Regions from separate parts of the Zea mays genome. Here region 1 is linked to region 2. A link is a contact called in public Hi-C data. All regions are on one chromosome and are shown on one strand. Each heading gives the region's core, a stretch centred on a gene start, on an enhancer-like site or on the middle of the called end of the contact. The rest is flanking DNA. Distances are from core to core; before and after follow the strand shown. Region 1 holds the start of LOC100281574 (pepsin A). Region 2 holds the start of LOC100280436.

Region 1 (3,541 bases), core at 869-3,368, 160 kb after region 2:
AACCATTACATTGGATGATGTATTTGCCCACCTCATGGCGTTTGAGGCCCGCCAACTTCAGCATCAGGCCGAGCTACAACTTCATACTGGTTCATCTGCCAACTATGCCGGACGTAGTGGTACACCGATGAATCGTGGCCGTGGTCGTGGTCGTGGTCGTGGCCGTGGCCGGTTCCCGCCTCCTCGTGTTGATACTTCTCCTCGTTATTCAGGGGATAATCGAGGATCAGCTACTCGACCAACTTGTCAGATTTGTGGCAAAGAGGGTCATACTGCAGTTCGCTGCTGGTATCGTCATGATGATTCCTACGACGAAGTACCGTCGTCGGCTGCATTAGCTGCTTCATCCTCCTACAACGTTGATCCCGATTGGTACACTGACACGGGCGCTACTGATCATATCAACAGCGATCTAGATCGCCTTGCTGTTCGGGAACGTTATCACAACAACGACCAAGTTCGAGTGGGCAACGACACAGGTTTGCACATCTTACATACCGGTCAGTCTTCAATTACTACTGCTGCTCGTCCTCTTGCTTTGCGCCATATTTTACATGTTCCTGAAATTTCTAAAAATCTCCTTTCAGTTCGTAAATCTTCTAAAAATAATTATGTTTTCTTTAAATATCATCCATGGCATTTCTCTATAAAGGACCGACAATCGGGACGCAGCCTGCTGACCGGCCAATGTGAGTCTGGTCTCTACCCAATCCGATCGTCTGCAGCTACTACACTCAAACATGCTCTTCTCAGCAGGTCTGCAAGCAAGACCCAGTAGCATGCCCGTCTCGGCCATCCCTCTTCACAAGTAGTTCAATCCATTTTACGTCTTAATAATATTCGATGTACTAGTGAACCCTGCGTCCGTTTGTGATGCTTGCCAATTAGCTAAAAGTCATCAGCTACCATATACCGTCTCTCTTCATCAATCCACTTCACCATTAGAATTAATTTTTTCTGATGTGTAGGATCTTGCCCCTAAATCTGTTTCTGGGTTTAAATATTACATTAGTTTTATTGATGCCTATAGCAAATTCTCTTAGGGCCCGTTTGTTTCGTTGGAATTGAATTCCATTTTAATAATTATAATTTAGACAAAACTAATTAAGTTTATATATTTATATATATAATATATTTGTATATTATCCTAAATCACATGAGAGAGTTGGTTATATAGTATATTTATGTTATAGAGGTGCAGGTAGAAGAGTGTGCTATAAGTTGTACATCGGAAAATTAGCATGTAAATCTATAGAATCAATTTCCATCTCTCACCGCATGAATTTGTGATAGGCTTATATGATAACTTTGGAAAGTGGTGGAATGTCATATTCTAAAAAATTAGCCTATTCCATTAGTAAGATTCCAATTCCTCGAAATGAAAGGAAACAAACGGGGCCTTAGATATATTTGATGCATGATCGCACGGATGCCCATCGCATATTCTCTTTGGAGCCATATTTTGCATTGGTACAAGTGAGCAGGGATGTGCCTAGAATTTAGGCAATTAGCAATGTGTCCCCAAACCACTTTGGCAATGGGACAAGAGAAAAACAGGTGATTAACAGTTTCAGGGAGGGGACAGAAACAACAAGTTGGATCCCCACTCCATTTTCTTTGAGGGCTTGTTCGTTTGTGTCGGATTGGTGGGTCGGAACGATTCCGAGCTGGATTGCTTCTCTAATTTGTATAAACTTTGATTAGCCGGAACGATTCCGGGTATAATCCGATGTAAACGAACAAGGCCTGAAGGAGATTTTCTTTAGAAAGAATTGCATTGTTTTCCGTCAGCCACAAGAAGATTTTAATTTTAGGGTGGGAGTTTGGCTTTCCAAAAATGTTTCATATTTGGTCCATATTTCCTGTTAACTAGGAAAGAAGAGTACATGCATGTAAACGAAGCACAACTCCCACACAGAATGCTATCCGGTGCATGTAAACGAAGCAACATACCATTTTTTCAGGGAAAACGAGGATACAAGGCTGGTCGAGGAGCATTCAGAGCGAACAGACCCGCTTATAATAGGATGATAGAGAGAGATGCAGCAGCAGCAGCAGCCGCCAACAGGTCGACAAGCGCTGCTGACCACAAACTAAGCAAGGAAGGAGGGCCAAAACAATGGCGACCTCACATAGCCCCATACGCCTGTCTCGAAGCCGGAGAATGAAGAGATAGCCTATCAACGAAGCAGCAATATGGCACCTGGATCGATCATGCCGCCGGGACGCTCTGTGGCCTCCGTCCTCCTCCATGGCCTCCTCTGCCTGCAGCTGGTTGCCTTGGCCGAGATCGAGATGGAGGGCGGCAGCTGCATGCATTTCAGTGTCTCCCCGCCGGCTGCTCCGCCCGAGGACGCCGATGAGCGTCGCAACTATTTCCGCGCCATGGAGGCCAAGGACCTGTTCCGGCACCAGCAGATGATCAAGATGATGGGGAACGGCAGTGGCACTGGCAGCGGCAGCAGCAGGAGGCGGCAGGCCAAGGAGTCGTCCAAGCTGCCGGAGGTGATGTCCGCCACGTCCATGTTCGAGCTACCCATGCGGAGCGCGCTCAACATCGCGCACGTGGGCATGTACCTGGTGTCGGTGCGCTTCGGCACGCCGGCGCTGCCGTACAACCTGGTGCTGGACACCGCCAACGACCTGACGTGGATCAACTGCCGGCTGCGGCGCCGCAAGGGCAAGCACTACGGGCGGACCATGTCGGTGGGCGCCGGGGACGATGGCGCGGCGGCCAAGGAGGCGAGGAGGAAGAACTGGTACCGGCCGGCCAAGTCGTCGTCGTGGCGCAGGATCCGGTGCTCGCAGAAGGAGTGCGCGCTGCTGCCCTACAACACGTGCCAGAGCCCCAGCAAGGCGGAGTCGTGCAGCTACTACCAGCAGATGCAGGACGGCACGTTGACGATGGGCATCTACGGCAAGGAGAAGGCGACGGTGACGGTGTCGGACGGGCGGATGGCCAAGCTCCCTGGCCTCATCCTGGGCTGCTCCGTCCTGGAGGCCGGCGGCAGCGTGGACGCCCACGACGGCGTGCTCTCGCTGGGGAACGGCGAGATGTCCTTCGCCGTCCACGCCGCCAAGCGCTTCGGCCAGCGCTTCTCCTTCTGCCTCCTCAGCGCCAATAGCTCCCGCGACGCCTCGAGCTACCTCACCTTCGGTCCCAACCCGGCGGTGATGGGGCCGGGCACCATGGAGACGGACATCGTGTACAACGTGGACGTGAAGCCGGCGTACGGGCCCTTGGTGACGGGCATCTTCGTGGGCGGGGAGCGCCTGGACATCCCGCAGGAGATCTGGGATGCCGAGAAGGTGGTCGGCGGCGGCGTCATCCTGGACACGAGCACGTCGGTGACGTCGCTGGTGCCGGAGGCGTACGCGGCGGTGACGAGCGCATTGGACAGGCACCTGTCCCACCTGCCGCGGGTGTACGAGCTGGACGGCTTCGAGTACTGCTACAGGTGGACCTTCGCCGGCGACGGCGTGGACCTGGCGCACAACGTGACGGTGCCCAGGTTGACGGTGGAGATGGCCGGTGGCGCGA
Region 2 (3,593 bases), core at 714-3,213:
AGTAGTAGAGACCATGCACAAGGACACATTGCAAACAACATACTACTGTAGTAGTAGTAGTATTTGTAGTAAACAGGTAGCTAGCCAAGAAAATGATGATAGATATTATTGTGACTGCTTGTCACTAGTTAGTTTCTGTACAACTAATAATGCAGAAACAGCACAAAGCTACATATTATTGGTAGCCTGCCTGTAGGAATGAGCAACTAACCAGATACGTCACCTGAGTCCTGAGGACATAATCAAGAGCAGCCATGGAGGATCCATGGTAATGCTGCCTGTATATATATGTATGTAGTTGATGAAGCAGGTGCGTGAGGAGGAAGAGGAGAGTTGAAGAAGAAGGGGAAAGAGGAAACTGCTCTGCGCCGCCTGATGCTCCCGTCCCGTCCGACACGGCGACGGCGTGCAGCGTGGCCGACAAACAGATGCGGAGGCGGCGGCGGCGTGCCTGCCCATGATGGATGATGCTCTCCGTCCAGTCCAGTTTTGTTCTTGCTTTGTGCGTCGTCCAAGTCAGCCACTGTTAGCAGTGCCATCTGACTGCGGCCCACCAAAGGTATTAGTGAGCCCAGGCCATCATGTAGCGCTGGGCCCAGTTCCAGCCCAAGAATGTTTATTTTAGCTCCTTCGATTATCACAAAAATCACACCTTTTCTCTCTCAGCTATAAAACTGGATTTTTTAGCTGTGATGATTTGTTTTTAGATGCCTCTCTGTTCTGTTCTGTTCTGTTCTGTTCTGTTCTGTTATGTAGGCTGCTGATGAATATATAGCAGCGATAAAAATCCAATCATCCAACTGAAATGAACTGATCAATTGGCTGTCTGCTGTACTCGATCGTGTGTATATATATAGATATAGATACAATCTGCTTGACTGATTGGGCTCAAAATTGGAAGAACAAAATTAAAAAACAAAAAAGAAGAAGAGGGAGGAGGATCCTCTCGTACGTAGTAGTCGTCGTCTTCATCGTCATCATCTCCAACCTCGGAATCAGGCAATTGCTTCAGTAGTAGTTAATTAACAATCCAATCATCACTCAGTAAATAAGTCAGCGCTACTACGTACGTACGTACATAGGAACGAACAGATGGGTGGATAGAGTCAGTTATCGTTTGGTGTTTTGTTCTTGTTCTTGTCCAGGTCCGTTGCATAGTAGTTGCAGGTGATGAAGACGCCGCCCTTGAAGCACTCGGCTCGTGCGCAGCCGACCTTGGTGCTCCTCTTGCCGACCATGAGCGCGAAGTGGCCGCACTCCTTGAAGACCTTGCCGTACTTGCACTTCTCCTTGTCCTTGTCGTAGATGGCCTCCTCCTTGCCCCACCAGAAGACGGCCTCCCTGGCGGTGGCGTTCCAGTCGTCGTAGCTCCTGAACACGCTCTCGCCGTACTCGTGGCCGCTGTGGAGGATCTGGCAGTCCTTGCGCATGGCGTTGGACCAGCGCCGCGCCTGCCGCGCCAGCTGGTTGTCCCACTTCATGGGCGGCACGCCGTAGCGCGCGCGGAGCTCGTTGTGGGCGTCCACGAACTCCCGGGCGATGCCCCTGTACCACCCCGTGCCGTTGGTCGGGGACACCAGACCCTTCTCCTTGGCGTACTTGAGCATCTCCTGCTGGACGACCTTCTCCGCCGCGTACGCCTTCTCCTTGGCCAGCTGCCGCTCTTTCTCCTTGTTCTCGTCTTCCGGCGGGGCTTGCTGCTCGCTGCCGCCGCTTGTCTCATCACTCTCAGGAGGTGAGTGCAGAAGCGAGGACGAGGAGGACAGGGCGGCGGAGGGGAGGACGACGAAGGCGACGAGGAGGAGCAGTGCTGCCATGCCGCTGCTGGTGGGCAGGCGGGCCATGCTGCAGGTTATGGTGGTTAGGAACGCCCTCCTCTCTTGCCAACGTTGGAGTTGGGAAGGAGGGGGCCGGGGTCCGTCCGATCCGGCGTGACGGGAGAGCGCGAGGGTGACCGCGGGCGGCCGGCGGGGAGGAGTACTGTGAGGGCTCCCGGCCTGACCCTTTTAAGCATGCGTGTGCTTCCATTCTTGGCTCTGTGCTCTCCAAAAGATGGATGGCCATGGCAGTGCCATGGATGCAGACAAACCAGGAGCACCACCGCCCTTTTTTTGGCCATACTGATTGAGGTTGAGGCCGGCCTGCTGGCTATTTTCGCCTATATATCCAAGCATTATTAGCTAAGGACAAGCCAAGGGAGAACTAGTTCATGGATAGCTAGCTAGCTAGCTAGTGCAAGCAGTGTGTAGAATGAATCGAATGGCGTCACAAGTTGACTGTTTGTGTGTTCAAATTTTCGCCTATATATATATTCTGCTTTCACTGACCACGTCAACGTAACAAATCATTCAAATTTGCAGCCCAAGGATGATTGAAAATTTTAGGCGCGGCCTTCTTTGGATTGTGGGAATTGATTCCCTGCCTTCCAAATAACACCTCGTATTTTTATATCTAAAATAAAACAAATCGTCAATGTTCGATTGTAGCATCTATGTTTCATCAGGTTTAATGATCAACATTTCATCTCCTTCAACGTCAGTTTGGTACTGTTTACGTAGTGCAATTTCAACAAGATATAGGGATCAAGGTTCACAAAACCAGTTGCTTAGCAAAAACCACGCCGGGACCGATTAATCGCAATAAATCGGTAGAAACCGGCCAAATTCAAAATCAAACCAGTTCTTGAATTGAAACGGCTTGTCCATTGCTTAGCAACAAAATTGACCACATTCTTTCCTGCCTTCGAAAATGGGCTCGTATCAATCATATCCTTGTCTGCACCGTTTGTGGCTTCTCCTTCCTAGGAGGTGTTCTTTCAAACATGCATGGCACGTACACCCTCTTGGGAGGAGCCATCACTCGCCTCATACATGCCACCACTCGCACGAGCACATCTCCTAAGTTCTCCTCCTCTCTCGATGCATACAATGCAAACCGCAAACTCTTCATAGTTCTCATCGTATCGTTAGACTATTATGGCAATGATCCTAGGCTTCCTTTTGTGTGAGGTTTGATTGTCTATTTGTTTCCTCCTACGAGACGAACCTGCCAATGCCACCCTCCATACCTCCTCCGTTATCCTTGCTTTCCTTTTATCTTGGCCCTTGTCAATCTTCCACCGAAAAGTAATCGACAACGTCCAGCGGAATCAACACTGCGACAACCTTGCACATTCCCCGCACGTGATGCAAGGTGTTGTTTAAAACGTGTAGCCCCCTTCCCAATGTTTCTTGCAATACTTGCACTTGAATATGGGAAATATGTTGTCCTCCTGTGTTCCCAAACTAGACCGATATGATCTGACATCCCTAAAAATAGCAATAGTTTGAACTGTTATTACAATTATTATTAGCCTGTATTGCAAGTAGAAGTGGAAATTTAAAAGGGTTTGAAGCGAAAAGGGGGAAAACTACATAACCTAGCTCCTAGTCGGTGACTGATTTACCAGCATCTCAAATAAGGACGCAAATGTTTTCCAAGGACAGATCCGAGCGCGTCTGAAAACTAAAAGCACAAATGAGCGGAGTGGCGAAACTAAGGTCATGAATGTAAAATTCCATAATTTTTTGGGGTTAGATTCGGCACTGACGGAA

What was found. Hi-C and Micro-C count contacts between places; a contact is called where the count stands out from the background.
Region 1: a Hi-C map of leaf mesophyll shows a contact between it and region 2, with 2.0 times the contacts expected there. The contact joins the promoter of LOC100281574 here to the promoter of LOC100280436 in region 2. A contact is called at or near these places in 8 of 25 Hi-C or Micro-C datasets (bundle sheath, ear, endosperm and 2 more).

Annotation. Positions count from the first base shown.
Region 1 is chr8:80,733,887-80,737,427 of Zm-B73-REFERENCE-NAM-5.0, forward strand. LOC100281574 (pepsin A) reads left to right here and starts at 2,119. Exons shown (of 1, transcript NM_001154493.2): 1 at 2,119-3,541. The coding sequence starts at 2,197. It also overlaps the pseudogene LOC111590023.
Region 2 is chr8:80,578,740-80,582,332 of Zm-B73-REFERENCE-NAM-5.0, forward strand. It overlaps LOC100280436, which reads right to left and starts at 1,964. Exons shown (of 1, transcript NM_001153357.2): 1 at 821-1,964. The coding sequence starts at 1,844. The coding sequence ends at 1,107.